Regions from separate parts of the Rattus norvegicus genome. Here region 1 is linked to region 2. Evidence: chromatin contacts called from public Hi-C data. All regions are on one chromosome and are shown on one strand. The core of a region is the stretch at or near the end of the contact, and the rest is flanking DNA. Distances in the headings are between cores, read along the strand shown. Region 1 holds the start of LOC102547034 (40S ribosomal protein S23-like). Region 2 has its middle 40 kb from the start of Eif1a.

The links. A called contact is a pair of places that touch in the nucleus more often than the background predicts.
Region 1: a contact with region 2 is called in a Hi-C map of liver, with 6 times the contacts expected there. The contact joins the promoter of LOC102547034 here to the enhancer-like site in region 2. A contact is called at or near these places in 5 of 12 Hi-C or Micro-C datasets (hepatocytes, kidney and liver) and 1 of 1 datasets of contacts at active chromatin or transcription factors (oligodendrocytes).

The regions. Positions count from the first base shown.
Region 1 is chr18:41,624,350-41,629,984 of GRCr8, forward strand. It overlaps LOC102547034 (40S ribosomal protein S23-like), which reads right to left and starts at 2,034. Exons shown (of 1, transcript XM_039097345.2): 1 at 1-2,034. Cdo1 (cysteine dioxygenase type 1) reads right to left here. Exons shown (of 5, transcript NM_052809.2): 2 at 4,750-4,827; 3 at 2,041-2,195.
Region 2 is chr18:41,549,787-41,555,281 of GRCr8, forward strand. No RefSeq gene overlaps it. Among named protein-coding and RNA genes, the nearest start is that of Eif1a, 40 kb to the left of the region's middle. Within about 2 kb of position 2,440, at least 55 of the 93 cell types and tissues checked have an H3K27ac peak or open chromatin away from gene starts, as enhancers often do. A contact at or near this core is called in hepatocytes and liver, where this site is marked.

The sequences.
Region 1 (5,635 bases), core at 784-3,283, 74 kb after region 2:
TGCTTCAGACTTGCAAAACACCTCCTGTGTCAGCCCTTTGAGTACTGGAATTACATGGCATACCAACGCTTTGTACTAATAAAACCAAGATGATCTAGTACCTGTTGGTGCACAACTAGATCTAGTCACTTATTCTTTAGAAGAGTCCAGAGCTCATGCATGATCCTCCCTGTTCCGACTCTGAGCATTGTAGATGCTGTCTCTTATTTTCATGTGCCTGGTACACCCGGTTACCGCAACTTTCTTGGTGACTTTTATTAAGGTCAGTCAGTCAAGTCCTGCTGACCTTCTCCCACTTGAAGCAGGCTCCTGGGCCTCTGTTCCAACTCACCTCTCACCTCCACCCTAGGCTGTAGGGTGCTACCAAACGGGTAAAGACATTCTGAATTACAGTACTGCTGGTGGGGGAGAGCTCACCTGTCCATGTCTTGACTTTGTTTATAGTCTCCTCGTAACTACTGCTCAACCCCATCCTCCTTCCTTTCCACTTGACTCACCTCCTAGTCTCCCTTCCCCCATTTCCTCAAGGTTCCATTCTCTGCAAGAACTGTACCCTTCCCTGGACTGGTCATATCCATGCCCACCCCTGATCTATAAAAACCAGAGGTTGGAAACTTGTAGCTTTTAATATATTTGAGGAGTAATTAGTCTACAAAAATATTCAATATAGCTCACCTCATATCTTACTGACTAGCAAAAACTAACATTAAAAACCAGAACACCTAGAGAAAAAGAATCAGGACAACCTCACTGGGTTAGTAACACTGCTGTCCTTTAAGTATGCATCAGGTCCTTACCTAAGCTTTTTTTTTTTTTTTAATAATCATTCCATTCATTTACATCTCAAATGATATCCCATTTCCTGATTACCCCTCCACCAACTCCCCACCCCACATCTGCCCTCCCCCTACTCCCCTTTGCCTGTATGAGAGTGCCTTAATCCCAAATCAGCAGCTCCCTCCTTCCATTCACATGATTGCCTGCCACAGTATTCTGCACTGAAGACCCGGACAAAGCCCTTTCTCATATCCAATGTACATTCTCAAAGACTCTGATTCCAACTGAAAGTGATTATTCTAAGACGCCTTTGGCTTTGGTACAGGTGACACGTCTGTTCTCATAACGGTGCTGTGTCCCTCAAGTATTTGAGAAAACAAAGGAAAACGTCTACGGGGGAAACCACAGCTTTGTGTGATGTGAACAGAAGAGAAAATGTTTACCATCTAGTCGGACTCTGTAAGCAATCTGCATTCCTAAACTAATAATCTAACGAGTTTAAGCCAAGTAGCAAGGCCAATTCTAGACTTAAGATATATGAAGGAAGCATTGTGCTTGCCAGAGAAGGACTGTAATATTTTATTTTATATAAGCAGGACTGTGTCCTGATTAAAAGCATGTGTTTGGACTCAAACTGCTTGGATTCAAGTTTAAAACCCGAGTGACTCCAGAGAAGTTATTTAATCTTCATATGTACTGGCAGTCTCATATATGGCTGAGAATAAATATTATAAATCTCATATGCTTTCATGAATCTTTGGAAAGTTATGATCCTCTTTAGAAATAGAAGTAAATCCACTACCTCTCCTGGGAAGCATTTGGGGCTATTCCAGATGTCATGTAGGGGAAAGAACAAATTCTTGGTAAGCTATCTTTAAGTCACTGCCCAACAATATATATTGCAAAATTTCCCTTGAGAAAAGTCTTTTTGGGCATGCTGTATGCAGTTTTTTTTAAGGCACTAGCTAATGCTCTTAATCACTTCCAGAACATGTTGCGTTTTCAAATATGAATGCACTGTATGTATGTTCCCTAATTAGACACAACTCTTTTACATAACTCATAGCCCTCTTTCTCTGTTCTAAGCTTGGCAGATAGATGACTTTCCAGTGAACGGTAATCTTTATGCACATGTTTTGAATGAATGAGCCCAATCCTGCTTTAAAGCCTTAGAACCCATTGCATTTAGGCCATTTTCCATCAACATGCATAGCTAGAATTCAGTTTTTCTAATACCCTCATAGACAAAGTATAGAATATTACCATTAATGTAGGCACACTGATTTTCCCTCAAAGTTCTTTCAGACTTCTTGATCATCTCGTTGGATTTCTTGTCAGGCCAGTCAAACAATGTCTCCTTTAGATTTCCTTGCAGCAGCTTCAAAAAGCAGTGGGAGTCCGTGTGATCGTGAATACTGCTATATATGCAAAAATGACAGATAAACTCAGTGGTTGGTCTAGTAGCTCATTGATTGAGCTTAAAGGGATACAATGTCAAGATCATCTCTGGACCTAATTCATTTCAGATGCTGTGTTGGTAATCTATCAATTTCTAATTCAGCATTATTGTTCTGGGCACAATAACAACACATCATCTATATCAAAGTATGTAACTTACAGTTTTGATGTAAACTTCCACTAAAGGGCAGTTCATGTTTCAAAAGTGCTGTCACAGTAACATGGTGACAAAGCACAAACTCAGGAACCTTTCCTTTTATTGTTTTTCCCTAATACAATTTTTTGTTGGTTCATTTTTAGTTTGGTATTTTTTTAATTCACATTCACAGTTGTCTTTGAGACACAGCTTCATTATGTAGCTAGGACTGGCCTATAATTCATGATCTTCCTGCATTAGAGGGCAGGACTACAGGTTTGCTGGGATTTTAGGTGTGACACTATGCCCAGAAAAAAAACACAGTTTTTAATAACTCATTTAAGCTGAGCTAGAGTTTGATGATGAAAGAATATTAGGAGCAGAAGGCTGTTCTCATAGTATGTGAGGTCTTGGATTTATCTCTGGCATCACACACAGAGACACATGGAGACACAGACAGACAGACACACAGACATACACACCTAGGGAAAGGTTCAGTAGAGAAATTTTTAGAAGAACAAAGTAACTTATCTATAACAATTGACCACCTTGGAATCATTGAATATTTCATGTTTTCCCCATAGGTGTTCTTTCTTCGTTGTGTGTGAGGGAGAATGTATGTGTGGGCATATACGTACTTATCCTGAAATGATGCCATGAGGTGTTCTTCGTATTAACATTTTACAGAGTTGGAGTAACCTACCTGTGGTGACCTCTGTACCGGTGGGAGAAAGCAAACTGTCTATTAAGTAAAAAGGAATTTGCTCATGTGATCTTAGGGCAAACATTATTTAGGAATATGAAGTCCTAACAGCTGCAAGGATGTTAAAATACATACATGTATACAATGTTTTAGGATTGACATCATTTTGAATTCTGCTGATGTGTAAATATACCATAAGAAGAACTGTTTCCTGAGTCCTTATGGTCTAACCCCAGCCTTGCTAATCTGTTTTTAAAGATTATTGAATGAATGACTGCTGTGGGGTACCATTTCACCAAGTGTTCACGTCAGCATCTGCTCCCTTTAGATCTAACACCCTAAAGCCTTGTAATTTTGCATTTTTTCTTCTCTCATCAAAAATGGATCTGGGTTACTTTTTGAATAAAACCTGATCAAGTCCCGTTTAAAAATTACTGTTGGTAACAGGCTGACAAATGTACAAGCTAAAGACAAGGAAGTGAATGTCAGTGCTTTTGTGTTAGTTTAAATTCCCTTCTTGGTAAAGAAGTTAAACAGTTAACTAGAAGTAGAAAGCCTTTTTCTGAATTTCTGACATGTTTTTCTACCTCTAAATCTTGCCGGTTTGGTCTTTGGTCCCACAGTTGTTGACACACCTCACACTACAAAGGTCAGGGTTAAACACCGTTCCTAAAACCCTTTAACTCCATAGTAGACAGAGAAGTTAAATTAAGGTGAGCATTTTCTTCCTTTGAAATGTTACTTGTTTGGGAAAGGGGCTTGTTTCTGTTTTTATTTTTTACATTTATTTATTTAGTGTGTATGTGTTTGAGTGTGTGTGTGTGTGTGTGTGTGTGTGTGTGTGTTCTTTCTCTTGTGAAAGTTGGTTCTCTCCTTCAACTTGTGTGGATTCTGAACAGACTCATTATTCTTGGTAGCAAACACGTTTACCCACTGAGCCATCTTGCTGGCCTTGGGGGTCTGGTTTTAATGTACATAGCGCATGCCTGAAACCCCAGCTTCCATCCCCACTCCATGCTGAGATTAGGGGAAAACGTAAGGAAAGAGTTCTAAAACGTGAATGGCTCATCTTTTTAAAGTTGGTGATTAGCCCAGCACTACTGACTGTTCAGATGTTGGGCCAGACACTATAAGAAATACCTTGCATGGGGCTGGGGTGCAGCTGAGCATTAGAAGGCAGAGTGCTCACTTAGTATACAGAGACATTTGATTCCTAGCAATGCAAGACATAGATTTATTTTTAAATATTTATTTATTTACTTTTGAGACAGAGTCTCGGTACATAGCCCTTGCTGTCCTAGAACTCACTGTATATACCATAACTTAGACTAACTGAACCTTGAGATTATCAGGTAACCATTTAAAAACACATTATAAAAGCAGTTAACAGTTGGAGAAGTTAGAAAATATGCAAAATAAGAGTGTGTATAACCTTGTATCACAATCACATATTCACTTCATAGAGTACACACCAAAATGTGACTTCATGGTAGTGACATAAATAAGGCTTTTTATAGCTACCCCAAACTCACAGACATTCATCTGCCTCTGCCTCTTATGCTAGGATTAAAGGTATGTGCCACCATGCCTGTCTAAACAGATTTATCTAAGGACAGTACTTGAGAGTAGGAGGAATCTCCAAAGGAAGTGTGGAAGGGGGGAATTGTTGCATTACCTGCCATGCCCTTCACCCCAGCACAGAATCATCAGATTAAACTTCCCATTTCCTTGATCCACAAGGTTTCGAGTATACCTAAAAAAGCAAACATATTCCAGTTTGAATCTGACTGCTGGGGTAAGAACTAGGAAAAATAAGTATTACAAAGTATCATTTATTATTATTATTATTATTATTATTATTATTATTATTATTATTATTATTATTATAAACAGGGCTCTCTTGTAACCCAGGCTGTGACCTCCCAGTGTAGCTGATGACTTTAACCTCCTGGTCCTCCTGCCTGTCCCATAAGTGCTGGAATTCCAAGCACCCCTATTGTGCCCAGTCTTACCTCTCATTTCCCGTTTAATAATCTTTCATTCAAATGTAGAAGTTCAACAAGTCTTAGGGTCTTTTTAAAAAATATTTATTAAGTAATCAATTTGATTGAAATTATTTTTAAACTATTTTTAATTAACTAATTAATTAATTTTTCACTCCTATATTACATTCAGACCGAAGTCTCCCTTCCCTCCTCTCAGGGAAATGCAAAACAAAACAGAAACAAAAAACCCCAGCAACAACAACAACAAAATAAACTCCAAACCAAACGAACCAATTTTTCACCTTTTTAAAAACTATCCAGGAGAGAATAGATCGCACAGCCATAAAATTTCATATAAGCAAATCCATTTTCTCTCACTTACAGCGGTTCACACTGATTTAATTTTAATGAATATTCCGGAATTAAATCTATAGTTCAGTTTTGCTCCCTTAGACACCAACAAATTTTGAGGTACTTCAATATGCAATTTTTTGTTTTTTATTTTTGAAACAAGGAAGGCATTAATTTGAAAAGCGGTAGTTAGCCTCTAGACGCATTTCCTGGAAATGGAAGACG
Region 2 (5,495 bases), core at 1,190-3,689:
CCTCAAAAGAAGGCTTCCTGGAAGTCAGTCTTTTCCTGTTTGCCTTTGAAACAAGATGTAGAACTCTCATCTCCCTCTGTGCCATGCCTGCCTGGATGCTGCCATGCTTCCTGTCTTGATGATAATGGACTGAATCTCAGAACATGTAAGTCGTTTAAGCTGGTCTTCTATAGAAGTAGGTTCTAACAGATGTGCTGGCAAGTAGATGTAAGCAGGGTTTTCACTTAGGACCCTTAGCTCTGACAGAGGAGGAAAAACACATTAGAATTTCAGCTGGAGTTTTCCAAACAATAGACAAAATTACATTTTTACCTCTCTGAATCTTATAAACTTAAGTCAATATAGTCAGTCACACAGACGAAACATTCACAAGGACTCGGCGTAGAAGTTCAAGGTTACTCGTGTGGAATTCTGGCTTTTGTCACTCAAATCAGAGATCCTTGAAAGGACAGTGCCTGGAGACTGGGCACTGAGTCCTTAGCAGTTGTCTGTTAATAAATCCCAGAACGCTTTGTGACCTTAAATCCTCAGCAGGATGGCAGCTGGGAAATAAAGGACAACAGAATTTGGTGAAGGGAGATTGACCGAGGCCGGGCGTGGGGAGAGGCTGTAAAATCATGTGAGGTTCCCAGTGTCCCTAGAGCACATTGTGTAATGCCTTTGCTTGTCCCTCAGCTGGACACATGCTCTGTGCTCCTGCCAAGTTGCATAAGGAGAAATTTCAGTGCTTTGAAAATGTGCTTTGGCTATGAGGACGCTATGGCAAAGACATCAGGCCACTCTGTCTGGACTTCGAGTCTGAGAAAGCACCGCTTATGCCCCAAAATCCTGTCTGTCTGTCTGCCTGCCTGCCTGCCTGCCTGTCTGTCTATCTGTTTCTCCCTCTCTCTCCTTCTTTCTTAAATTTATTTTAATGTATATAGGTATCTTGCCTGTGAACCATGTGTCTGTCTAGAGCTTAGGAGGCCAAAGGAGAGTGTTGATTCTCCTAGAGCTTGAGTATAGGTGATTTGTGAACCACCAAGTGGATGCTAGGAATCCACTCAAGTCTTCTGGAAGAGAACCCAATGCTCTAATCATAGAGCCATCTTTTCAATCCCCATATATATCATCTTTCTCACTGGCCTGCGTTTGTAGCAAGTTGCAGGGCATTCAGGGTTGTCATAGGAATATAAGGAAGACATTAGGGGCGGGCATAGGTGGTGGCTGGAGAGATGGTTCATCGGTTAAGAGTTCCTAGGACCCACACGACAGTTTGGAACTACTTGTAACACTAGTTCCAAGAGATCTGATGGCCTCTTCAGACCTCAATGGGCTCCTACATGCACTTGGTGCCAATACTCATGAAGGTACACACACATACATACATTAAAAAGAATTAAACACATAAAATATTTATTTATTTATTTATTTATTTATTTATTTATTTATTTATTTATTATATGAGTACACTGTAGCTGTCTTCAGACACACCAGAAGAGGGCATCAGATCTCATTACAGATGGTTGTGAGCCACCATGTGGTTGCTGGGATTTGAACTCAGGACCTCAGGAAGAGCAGTCGGTGCTCTTAACTGCTGAGCCATCTCTCCAGCCCCAAAATATTTTTTTAAATATAGACAGGATCTGAGGATAGGACTCTCAGAGCTCAGACATCCAAAAGTGTAATACCAATTATTTAAGCATGTGACATATTTTCTCTGAGCTCTGTCTCCTTCTAACTGTCGTGGCTTCACCAGCCTTATTTATCAATAACTCAGAAACAATATGCCAAATACATTCAGAGTGCATGCTGTGGACTGCAGGCATTATCTGGGATTTTGTAAGAAATGCCCTCTCAGTCTACAACCCACATCGACTAAATCAGACCTTCTGAGATTAGTCCAGTAGTCTGTTTTTAAATAAGCCTTCCAGAAAATTCTGAGGCACACCTCTGAGGGAAAATGATGTCACTATGTTACTGGGGAGCAGCAGACTCAATTGGGGGGTTGCTTATGAAATGACTAAAGCCCCACAGGAAGGGAGTCAGAGCCATGAGCTCTCTCTACACAGAGACCAAGAATGGGAAAACAGTCTTTCTCTAGTTTGCTTGCACTAGATCCATGCCAATGAGTTGGCAAAACATTACACACCTCCACTGTGACTAACTGTTTTGAAATAGTAGGCAAGAGGAGAGGTTGAGTAGTTCAGAGAATTAAGGAAGAACACGTTGTTTTGAGAGTCTGAACCCTTTTCCCGATTCTCCCATCATCTTTCTATAAATACTTTGAGAGCTCAAAGTGGGTGTTGTCCGTGACCTTGGATTGGAACCTTCCTAATTATAGTTGCTTCGTGAACATTTGGAAAGTGAGTGAATGAAATTAAGGCTTTGTTTTCTGTGGATCATATTCTGGAGCACGGTCCTTGCTCACACAGCTTGTTGGTAGGTTCCAGATCCGTGCAGCTGTTAGGCTGAGGTTCCCAGTTCCCTGTCAGTTACTGGCTGAGGGCCTTACACAGACCACAGAGGCTGCCAGCATTTTTTGGCTCACGGCCACTTCCCTCTGCCTTCATGGTCAATCCCAGTTTCTTTAGAATACTGAATCTTTCCTCTTTCCTATCTTGCCCTGACTCTTTCTTCCACTACTAAAGGTCCATTCTGCTAAACAGGGATTTGCCAAATAATCCAGGGAAAGTGAATCATATTTAGATTTTTGAAGTCCCTTTTTCCACATAAAGTAGATATTCACACGCTATGCAGACTTGGGCAGTTGCCTCATTGATGAGCCACTGTTCTGCCTTCTATAATGTGTCCTAGAAACACTGAATACTAGACATCGAAGGGAGGAACAGATATATTGTTTCTGTAAAAGCCATTAGCATAACTGGTCAACAGCCAATATTAAGTCTTTGAGAGAGTGTGAGTTAAAGAAACCAGTCTGCATCCCTCTGCTATCACCTCTTGTAGAAACGGCCCCTCCCTTTGCCTGCCTTCCAATCAAATCAGGATATGAATAGTTGACAACTATGGGATACTTTACTACAAACTGAACAGAAACCAACATGAGGCAATCACATTATCTTAATTAAATATTTGTATTATTTTAGAGGTAAGAGATATTGTTCTTTTAAGTATTTAAATTCGAGGAAAGTCAAACCTATTCAGAGTAATAAATGCTGAGACTCAGCTTCCACAAGGCTTGCCTACTCCATGGTGATGCCTCAGAAATGATTCCAAGAACTGAAGAGAAACTTGACTCAGGCTTATGCATCACACATAGAGGTCTCAAACCTTAAAGGACAATACCAACCAATGACAGAAAGACTGGATTAGGCCTAGGCAGGAATTTAACACTTCCACAATCACTTGGAAAACATTTGCTGATAAGACTCAGCAGAAGAAGGAGCTCGGCTGAAGCAGGGGAGAGAATTCTGTGTCCTTTCAAGCCAGAGAAACAAAAAATAAGATTAGCTAGAAAAAGGGCTTGGAGGATAAATTAGTCATTGCTTTAGGCACAGTGTTTGAGCATTTCTTGGTCTTTTTAGTTGGAATTCTGTCGGTAGCACATTATTTCAGATATCCAGATGTCCCTTCCACACAAGCCACTGTGTGATGAATTCTGCTGTCTCTCTGAACAATTATCCACTCCTTGCCTCACTTTGTGAACTATTGTTCAATGATTTATTATTAGCAAAGGCATGGTGACTAGTTTGTCATTTGCTGACGTCATTCTCAGAGGTGAGAAGGAATTGTGAGTTGAACCACATATAAAACACATCACCACCCACCCTACCACAAGACAAGCGAAGCCCCAAGCTCATGTCACCTTTATCTTGAACAAGATCTTAATGAAGAAACTCCCAGACTTTAATTCTGAATGGCATCTTTGTTTGGAAGTCTAGGCCGCTCTCCAAGAATTTTAAACAACTGCTCCATACAGGGCAGGAAAATCCTATTTCTTGTTTTGCTCCCAGAAATCTTTGCTCTGTCCTGTTCACAAAAAGGAACACTGTTCCAGGAGAGCAGGGACCAGACTGTATTTACAGCACTCTGCTCCTACCCAGCATGGAGGATCGTTTGTCCCTTAGAGTTCCCACCAGCCTCCTGAAAGAAGAGCCGTCAGAGCTGACTTCTCAATGAGTTGCAGTCTGCCTGAAGCCATAAATAAACATTATGAATGCATTTGCTGCTTCTGGTGACTGTAAATACAGTTTACTTTCATTTCAGTAGCTGGCAGAATCCTTTAACTGTCATGTGACAGGTAGAGTGTCCCTTCTCTTTCAAGCCAGTTGGCTTCCTGAGACAGAGGCTGCTATCAGGCCCATTCTCTTTGTGACCCCACATCCCCACCCCTTTAGCCTTTACCTAAAATATACTTTTTCATTCTCCATGTGGCTCTCGAATGTCTGCTCGCTAGCCCCGAATCACACTTCCTGGCCTAATTTCTCCATTTGGAATGTAACTTCCAGGTAAGTAGAAGTGGACCAAGGATCTTTATATAGCCATCTCTGTATTTCTGAAGGCCAGCTCATTGTCTATGCCATAATAATAAATAAGACTACAAAGCCCAAAGTCAACGATAATTGCATACACTGATATGCAAATTCTATTTACATAGTCTACATACATTAACTCATTTCATGTATACTATAAGATAGGCATTATAATTTCATAGATAGGGGAATCTAGATGTGAGGATGTGAAACTACAGTATGATTTATGTGGACTGCGGGAACCTATACCTCACATCAGAGAAGTCCTACAATAGAACTTGTAATCTGTAGATAGTCTAAGGGAAAGTTTCTTGGAAATGGGATGGGATTGGAATAGGAGAAGACAAGTCTTTGCAGCCCCTCCAGTGACACATGCTGGATGAACTTGCACAGCACTTCAGGGACCTCTCCTTGTTTGGGCCTTGTTTCTGACAATTGTCTATATTGTTGTGATCTTACAGAGTGCCAGGAGTTACAGAGGCTGAATGTACAAGCACAGTGTACAGGTTCACTTTGTGTGTCGACTAGACACAAGCTGGAGTTATCACAGAAAGGAGCCTCAGTTGAGGAAATGCCTCCATGAGATCCAGCTCTAAGGCATTTCCTCAATTAGTGATCAAGGGAGGAGGACCCCTTGTGGGTAGAGTCATCCCTGGTTTGGTAGTCTTGGGTTCTATAAGAGAGCAAGCTGAGCAAGCCAGGGGAAGCAAACCAGTAAGAAACATCCCTCCATGGCCTCTGCATCAGCTCCTGCTTCCTAATCTGCTTGAGTTCCAATCCTGACTTCTTTGGTGATGAATAGCAATGTGGAAGTGTAAACTGAATAAACCTGTTCCTCCCAACTTGCTTCTTGGTCATGATGTTGGTGCAGTAATAGAAACCCCAAGGCACCCAGGTAATGGGAGTTCTGCACAGAACTTAGAGCTTCACATGGAAGGATCCTAAGTGGTATGTTGGGGTTATTAGGTGGTGGCAGGGGGCCTAACCAACTGCAGAGCCTGCAGAATACTGCCTAGCTACTGT